Linked DNA regions of Danio rerio: region 1 is linked to region 2. Evidence: chromatin contacts called from public Micro-C data. All regions are on one chromosome and are shown on one strand. The core of a region is the stretch at or near the end of the contact, and the rest is flanking DNA. Distances in the headings are between cores, read along the strand shown. Region 1 holds the start of maml3 (mastermind-like transcriptional coactivator 3). Region 2 overlaps maml3 (mastermind-like transcriptional coactivator 3).

Region 1 (4,442 bases), core at 1,258-3,757, 100 kb after region 2:
TGCATATAGTGACAACACCAAGAGTCCTTCACTTAAGCAAATCAGACAAAAAAAGTGGAGAAAGTAGATGAACGTCACATATAATGTGTCTGAACTGTCCACTACTGATTAGATCATATATTTTAATACATTGGGTAAACAAGGCCTATGAGAGAAACACTAACAGATTCCAGAACCTCAAGACTGCAAGGTCTTCCCTTATCTCACAGGGTTAAGATAAAAAGTCAACACCGACACTGGTTTCAAACCCTACTGTCATGACAAAGGCTACAAGATTAGCTTAGCTAACACATTCATCTTTAAAACGTAACAAACAAACGTTATTTAACTTCTAATAGACCATTAAAATGCGTAATTTTCCAAAGTGACAGTTCCAAAATCTGAAAGTCAAAGCTAACATCCTAGGTGTTGGCTTGGGTGCCATTTAAAACAATTAGCACGATGGAGTGAAATTGTTATTTACCCACGTTAGCCTACTGAATATAACTGTATGTAGCCAGAAAGCGTGCATCCACGCGCGTGCAGCTATTTCCTCACAAAAAAATGCTGCCTACATAGGCGGCTCGCTAGGATTTGACACACATCCATTGTGTGGGGTCTGAACCCAGACACACACATAAGACCCTAACTCGACTTGATACAGCCACCTAGCTGCAGCACGGCGCTTATGTGGAGAAAACACGGAGAAACGGAAAGGCTGCGGTCTCTTTAAATCGCAATACCTTCGATGTGAAGCGTTTGCTGCTTATAAACCGGCTTACAGTAACATCCACACCGCACCGAGGGGGGTCGACGACACCGGCCATTAACGCTTTAAAACTACCGATGTCACCCTCAGAAATCGCAGACACTTAGCATTTCAAAGAGGACTGACACAAAAGACAGCGACACGAAGCTCTCCTGCAGTGGCTTGAGATTCGAGTGACCGATTTTAAAGCTGCAACTTTTCTGTGGTGGCATCTTGATCTTAGCATGCAGATAAACATGTATGTGCATTCGTTTCCTTCCTTTTTTTCTTTCAACAAATATCGCACCGAACAGTTACACTGCACACACACGCATGCCTAACTAGCAGGAAGAGAGAAAGAGAGGGATGTGAAATAAACGCAAAACATTAGCATCTTTTCAAACAGCGCGCCTAAAAGGAAACTGAAACTGGCACGACTCGCCATGTGTACCGTCGCGCTTCTCAGCAAAACAATACACGATAATACACATTCGCACAGTGTAGCTAGCAAGCTGATCTCGATTTTCAACCCCAATTATGTTTCCCAAACATGAAACACGGCTGAACTGCAAATAGTAAGTAGGAGGAGATCAAATGACATCATCAACTACTACATAACTTTAAACAAGGCTGCACAGAAAAGTGGTAAAACGCCTCCAAAGTCACGAGAAGCACTTTCACAAACGGTTTAATCAAGTTATGCTTTGATTGAAGTAACCAAAGTGTAAAAAGCACAAACGCCGAGCTAAAGTTTAATCACAACGAGTCTATGACCCAAACAAACACTGTTCATGTCCAAACACACACAGACACACAGAAGGAGAGGAGTCGGGCAGCCCATGGAGAGAGCTGAACTCACCGCGATCAGGGTGCTGTTCCTCTGCTCGGCGCTCGCGCTGGAGTCGGGCTCTTGTTGCTTGCTCTGCTGTTTGCTGTTGTTGGATTTCTTGGCCCGCTGCTCTAAACTCCGCTGGTAGAGGCTCACGGTCTCCCGGCGGTCCAGCTCCAGCTGCTCGGCGTGCGCCTGCTGGTATCGGCTCTCGCAGTTGACGTGGTGCCGCCGACAGCCCTCGATCCGCTGGCGGAGCCGCTCCACCACCGTGCTGTGCTTCGGTATGTTACCGCCGCCGGTGCTGCCGCTGTTGGCTGCATTAATGGCAGAGTTTAAGTTCACGTTACTGTTATTAATGCAAATGCCGCCGCCGGTCGGTACGGCAGCGGGGCTGGCAAAATCCCCCATCATCTGTGATTCGGGAAGAACTTTGTCAAGCCCCCCTGACTCTCTCTCTCTCCCCTCTCCAAAGCGGGGCAGAAGTCCGCTTCGCCAGGGAGCCAGATACAGTGAAATAGTGAGGAAAGAAGCGTTCAAACGAGCGTAAATCCCTCCTCCGGGAGGATCGCCGTGTCAACCATTCAATAGACAACAGTGCGGGACCGCGGAGGCGACCGGGGCTGCTACTCTCTCGCCGCTACTGGAGCTCCATCAAACATCCGGATGTTACTCGCAACCATCACGCACAAGCACCGCTGCTGCGAGCCCGTCGTTTTATTGTGTTGTCCTTCTGAAAAAAGTTTTGCCGTCTGCTGCGAACAGGCTCCGGAGTTGTTTCGTGAACTTGCATTTCATTAGTTTGGCCGGCGAAAGCCTCCCCGAGCGCGAACAAGGTGTGCAGTTCGTTAAAGTCCCGATGGCTGGAGAGGAAATCCTACAGTCGCCAGTGTGTACGGCAGCTGCCACCATCACAATAATCAAGCGCTCCCCTCCTCCATGCTAGCGGAGTGATATCAGGACAACAGCCGAGCGAAGAGCAGCCACCAGCCGGAGAGCAGCCGTCAGCTTCGCGCAAAACACGGACGGGATTCCAGTGCTCTCTGGACGCGGAGTCACGTTCACTTCACGGGAGGCAAACGGCAGAGCGGTATGGTGCTTTAGCGGCGGGTTACGGTACTGCAGCTGATGCTCGAGGAGGAGGAGGAGGAGAGCACAAAGCGCTGTCGGCGGAGGATTGAGGAGAAATGAGGGGTGAACGTATTTAAAGCATCAAAGAATATAATTTACAACAATGAACATTTAAGTGAAAATTATTTTGTTTATAAAAAATTAATTATTTGTATTGTTGTTATTGTTATGATTATTATATGTTTTATTAGTATTCTTAATAAATCAGTGTTTCTCAACCACGTTTCTGGAGGAACACCAGCTCTGCACATTGCACACTGATTCAGATCATCAGCTCATTAGCAGAGACTAAAAGACCTGTAATGGGTGTGACAGACAAAGGAGACATTCAAAACATGCAGTGCTGGTGGTCCTCCAGGAGCATGGTTGAGAAACACCATTAAATGTTATTTAATGACTTAGCCTCTTTATTAATCAGAGGTCACCCCAGTGGAACAAACTGTCAACTTATCCAACTTGTTTTACGCAGCGGATGCCCTTCCAGCTGCAACCAACACTGGAAAACACCCATACACTCTTGCATACACACTTATTCAATATACTGTCAATCTAGCCTGTTAAATTCACCTATAGTGCATGTCTTTGGACTGTCTGGGAAACCGGAGCACCCGGAGGAAACCCACGCCAACACGGGGAAAACATGCAAACTCCACAAAGAAATGCCAACTGACCCAGCCGGGGCTCGAACCAGCAATCTTCTTGCTGTGAGGTGATCGTGCTACCCACTGTGCCACCATAACGTTTATTATTATCATAAATAACAATGCATAATATTAATTTGAATTATATATTTATTATAAGTAGCAGTAAATTAATGCAATTGATTATATTATCATATATACTATTTTAATAATTCATATTTGTGTAATATGTTGCTGTGGTTGTTTTTATTATTATTAAATATTTATACACACATATATTTGTATTTAAATGAAAACAGAAGGGCAAACGAAAACCTTTAAAATGAATGTTAGATCATTTTAAACTGTATTGTACACTCTCTGAAAAAACAAGAGCTGTCACTGGGGTGGTACCGTTTCAAAAGACACTCATTTGTACTTAAAGGGGCCATATTGGTACCCCAAAAGCTTACCTAAACATTTTAAGAGGTAAACTTTTGTACTATCTACTAATATGTACACTTGAGGTATTTAGACATTCTTCAGGTACAAATGTGTAGCTTTTATAAAAAAACCACCCGAGTGACAGCTCTCGTACCTTTATTTCTGGGAGTGTATGTTGATCTGATCAGTGTTTTGGTGTGTTTTTCACACCACTGTATTGGAGCATAAAACTTATATATTTGTTAAACCTTTTATAGAAACTTCATTTTAAAAAAAGTGTTTAATTAATCATTTTAGCTGCTATTGTGAATACTTTTTACGTTAATTATACCGTTTTCTTTTCCTAAAGTGTTAATTGTCCAAACAGACTGTTTTCCATCTATTTGGCAATACAGGAAAGGTCTTTGTGAGTATCGTATCATGCTTCTGCTTGTGTCCACTATAGCTTTATCTTCACAGATTATCCTCTCAGTTATAACCAGCAATTGCTTTTTGCCTTTCAGAGTTCACTTTAAAGATATTGGCGCTCAAGCAAACTGTTGTTATGTGTATGTGTGTGTTGTGTGCGTGCGTGCATAATACACACGTCTTTAACACTGTCAGAAGAAAGTAACAGGATCAGGTGAGGCCCCGAAGCACTGACTGCACTCACTAAATGATGATGAGGGGATTGGCCGGTTTTGTAAGTGTA
Region 2 (4,275 bases), core at 551-3,050:
TTTAAAAACAGCAGGATTTACCTTCCATAGGTTAGGGGTGAAATGCACCCAAAATAAGTCACATTAGTGGCAATCAAATTATGAATAAATGAAGTAAATAAATTAAGATTTACTCACAACAACAATTATGTTACGTTTTATTATAAATATTATAATTCATATAACAGAATTATTTACTGGTGGGGCTTTTCTGTCTATAAATTGTATGGATTGTGTATGGATGTTGTGTGGTAATATATATATATATATATATATATATATATATATATATATATATATATATATATATATATATATATATATATTTATTTATTTTTTTTAATGTGTACATAAAACTTCGCCTGTTTTATGGTACCTTGTTGCAATTTTAGTTTTCCTTACGGGATAATAAAGCTGAGTCTGAGATAAATTGTATTGTAATGCAGGGGCTTTCAACATCTATTTGGTGTCACAGACACTATATAAAATTCACCTCTATAGAAAAAAATACAATAAAAATGTTTAAAATAATATTTTGAAATTGTTTACATTATATTAAGCTACATTATAAAATGTTGAACTGTACTCAGTGTTTTTATTGTTTTAATAATTGTAGTCTAATACATTTTATAAGAATGAGTTAATATTATTTTTATAAATAAATGTAAATATAAAATATATTTTTTATTTTCATTTGTTTGTTTGAATATTTAAATTTATTTAGCCTTATTTTAATAATTAGTATTATAATATATTTAATATTTTTTAAATGCAATTTATTTTTAAAGTATAATGCAAATATTATTATTAATATATAATCATACAATCATTCACACACACACACACACACACACACACACACACACACACACACACACACACACACACACACACACACACACACATACGTATATATATATATATATATATATATATATATATATATATATATATATATATAATCAATTGTTATTGCGTGTCATTGTTTGTTATTATTATTTACTGTTATTGTGTGTCATTATTGTTTATTTTTATTATTTTTATTGTTATTATTCACTGTTATTGTGTATTATTATTATTATTATTAATATTATTTTTATTATTGTATACATGGTCATTTTGTTACTCCATCCTAGATGAAAGTATGAAAATAACCATAATTATCGCTAGAATTGAAGCCCTGACAAACACATTCTGCTGTGCAAACATGTCCTCTCGTTGCCTCATAAATTTGTTGATGACACCGCTAAGCATTCGCTCCCTCCGCTCCTGCACCCTATCGGTTGAATCCTCTCCGAATGGCACATGATTGATATCAATAATGATCATCTTCCTGCAAAGCCCCTGCATGCTAAGCGAGGCGTAATTAAGTATGTTTACCACCAGCCCCCTCAAGCAGACATCTTTACCAGCATCTGGGGTCGAGCGCAACGCTACGGACCGACGCCATAAGCCGCAGACAGAAAGAGCCATCTAGCTAGCAGCGTTTGGCTGGAAACCGCTGTAATAGGATAAGAATGGCGAGGAAACCTCCCCCAAGCCTTAACTAGCATGGCAGGGTTAAGAAAACACGCAGCAGAGGTAGAGAGAGAGAAAGTCCGTGTGTAGAGGGGGGAGGCTGATGTTTGTTTTTCTCCATTTCACTGCCTATTAAAGTGTTCAGTAGCTCACACAAACACACTCCCTCTCCTGCTCTCTTCACAGTCACCATGTGGGAGAGCACACGGATAAAGGGAGGGAGAGGAATACAAGAGGGAGGGAGGGAAAGACAGAAGAGCTCTTCAGACAGACGCTAATGCTTTCATGTGACTGGAGAGAGAACCACCAAGGTGCAGTTGTTATAGCAACCTCCTGATCCTGAAGCGCCTCCCCCCAGCTCCCGGGCTGAGTGCACTGGACACTTCTGCCAATAATCTCTCTAGTGGGCTCCCTCCCTAATGTTTTCTTTCCTGCTATACCTTCCCTATGCTGATGTTCATTGCGTTCACCTTCTTTCAATCTCTGCAAGCTATTCTTTGACTAAATACGCAATGCTTAATGTAAGCATACCTAAATCCTGTAACATCAAACAATAATAAATAAAACACAACCTTGAGGATCATCTAATGTTAGTGGTCTTGATATGTTACAGCATGCACTTAGCATAAATAGGTTTGTATGGTTTAAAAATAGACCAGTATGGTTTTGTACAGTACTATACTGTTTGTATGTATTTCCCGTTTCTACTGTCAGATGTACCAAAGTGTCATCACTAATAGTCTAGTGGTTAGTGTGACAACATAGCAAGTTAGATTCATGGCTTAAGGTTCTTAGCAGATCATCCTCCTCTCTTTCTGCTCTCAAGACTTTGCTGTCCTATCTAATAAAGGTTAAAAACCCTTAAAAAAAAAAACGATTACAAAAGAAGCAGTACCAAGGTATCGAAAAATACCATACTACTTTTATGGGCACATACTCTATGTAGCATAAATGTACAGTACCTTAAGAGGAGAGCTAGCTTTGCTGACAAACACTGTTGGATTATTGAGAATTTTCGCTTGTGTGTGCAACAAGCCAGAGGAACGACAAAATCGGCAACATATCAACAGAAATATGCAACATTTTAAAATATAGAGATGAAACATACCATAAAAATAATATTATGACATCAATGCACAGCAATGAACAAACAAAACTTCGAAACTTCGCACAGTCGCACACCTCTCAAAAAATGGAACTACACATTGTAACGACAGGTAGCACGAGTTGATTGGTTGGCTTGGGTATCTGTGCCGAGTGTTGGCAGTGCTTAAAGCCGCAAGCCCGATAAAGCGATTGTTTACAAGTTCACCCGTTCTCCAGTTACCGCCTCTGAATGAGCGAGTTTTAGTTATTTGTAAATTAAGGTAGCGTTCAGAAAAAACGAACCATCTGCAGATAATCTTGAGACAGAGAAACATAACATAACCTACTGCCAGCTAGGGCAGGGGTGTCCAAACTCGGTCCTGAAGGGCCGGTGTCCTGCATATTTTAGTTCTAACCCAAACATACCTGAACCATCTAATCAAACTCTTTCTAGGTATACTAGACTTCCAGGCAGGTGTGTTGGAGTAAGTTGGAGCTAAACTATGCAGGAAACCGGCCCTCCAGGACCGAGTTTGGACACCCCTGAGCTAGGGTTTCAGAAGAGTTATTGCAGAGCAACACAAACAGCACGCAGAAGTATAAATGTATGGCTAAAAGCAATGTATGTGGCGTGGGTCACGACGATTGCATGACACAGAATTAAAAACAAGACTTAACAGGCACATGCCTGCTGTCCTTCATTGTTGTTTATAGAGCTGTTTACATGTCTCAGCTAAACTTGTGTAAAGCGTGAACTGCTCTGCTTTCTCTCTCTATTTGAGCACCACATCTACATTGATCTACTTGAGTGTGTAATATGTGAACAGCCTGATCAGTTTTCTTCTTGAGGCATGAATAGGTTTAAATCGCAACTTTCTGGGATACACCATGCCTACTAAGTAAACATAATGTTGGCAGTGAAAGGGGAAAATGGGTGACCTATACAGAATTGTGTTGTAATATAAAGTACCGCACAATGCAAATGAGAAATAGAAGAAAGTGCCAAATTTTGATACAGTACTATCCAGTTATAGTGACAAGTAATCTATCTGTCCAAAATTGTGCTGCAATCTCAAGCCAACACTTAATGTTACAGTATAAACAGCAGAGATATTAGAGCTAATAGAATTTCACAATAGGTGGGGCTATGCCACTGAAATATAAAATTAGCAAATGAAAAAATTTGTCTCAAATGTTGCACCATGCACTAATCACTATATACTACAGCCTCTTTACCACTATCATGCTGAACTGTTCCAAGAACAGTGAAGTATGGTTCCATGTGAGCGTGGAATAGCGTTGTACAATTTCAAACCAAACCATTGTCAACACAGAATTCTAGGCGCAGTTAGACCAGGGGTTCCCAACTTTTCAGCCAGTGACCCCCAAAATAACAATGCCTGTGACTCGCGACCCCCAATATCCCCTGAGGTGGTTATAAAGCAGAAAACTTGCATGCAAATGCGCATACACACCAATAGACCCAAGTCTATTCTTCGTTTATTTATGTATGTAAGTGCTGTAAATGTGCCGGAAAGTTTAACCTGGTATTATAAAATCAATCTGCTGCATCTGACGCTATTGCTAAGTCTTTAATATAATGATTACCCCAGGGGTCGCAATCCAATAGAACTAGTAACTATGAGCTATTATAGTAACTATATAGTAACTATTAACAATTAATTTTTTTTT

The links. A called contact is a pair of places that touch in the nucleus more often than the background predicts.
Region 1: a Micro-C map of caudal fin shows a contact between it and region 2, with 4 times the contacts expected there. The contact joins the promoter of maml3 here to the enhancer-like site in region 2. A contact is called at or near these places in 3 of 18 Hi-C or Micro-C datasets (caudal fin, hematopoietic stem cells and an unstated tissue) and 3 of 4 datasets of contacts at active chromatin or transcription factors (caudal fin, embryo and gastrula embryo).

What each region holds. Positions count from the first base shown.
Region 1 is chr1:43,618,524-43,622,965 of GRCz12tu, forward strand. maml3 (mastermind-like transcriptional coactivator 3) reads right to left here and starts at 2,508. Exons shown (of 6, transcript XR_012407336.1): 1 at 1,587-2,508.
Region 2 is chr1:43,515,736-43,520,010 of GRCz12tu, forward strand. The region is part of intron 1 of maml3 (mastermind-like transcriptional coactivator 3); the gene reads right to left. Among named protein-coding and RNA genes, the nearest start is that of maml3, 100 kb to the right of the region's middle. Within about 2 kb of position 1,801, at least 51 of the 62 cell types and tissues checked have an H3K27ac peak or open chromatin away from gene starts, as enhancers often do. A contact at or near this core is called in caudal fin, where this site is marked.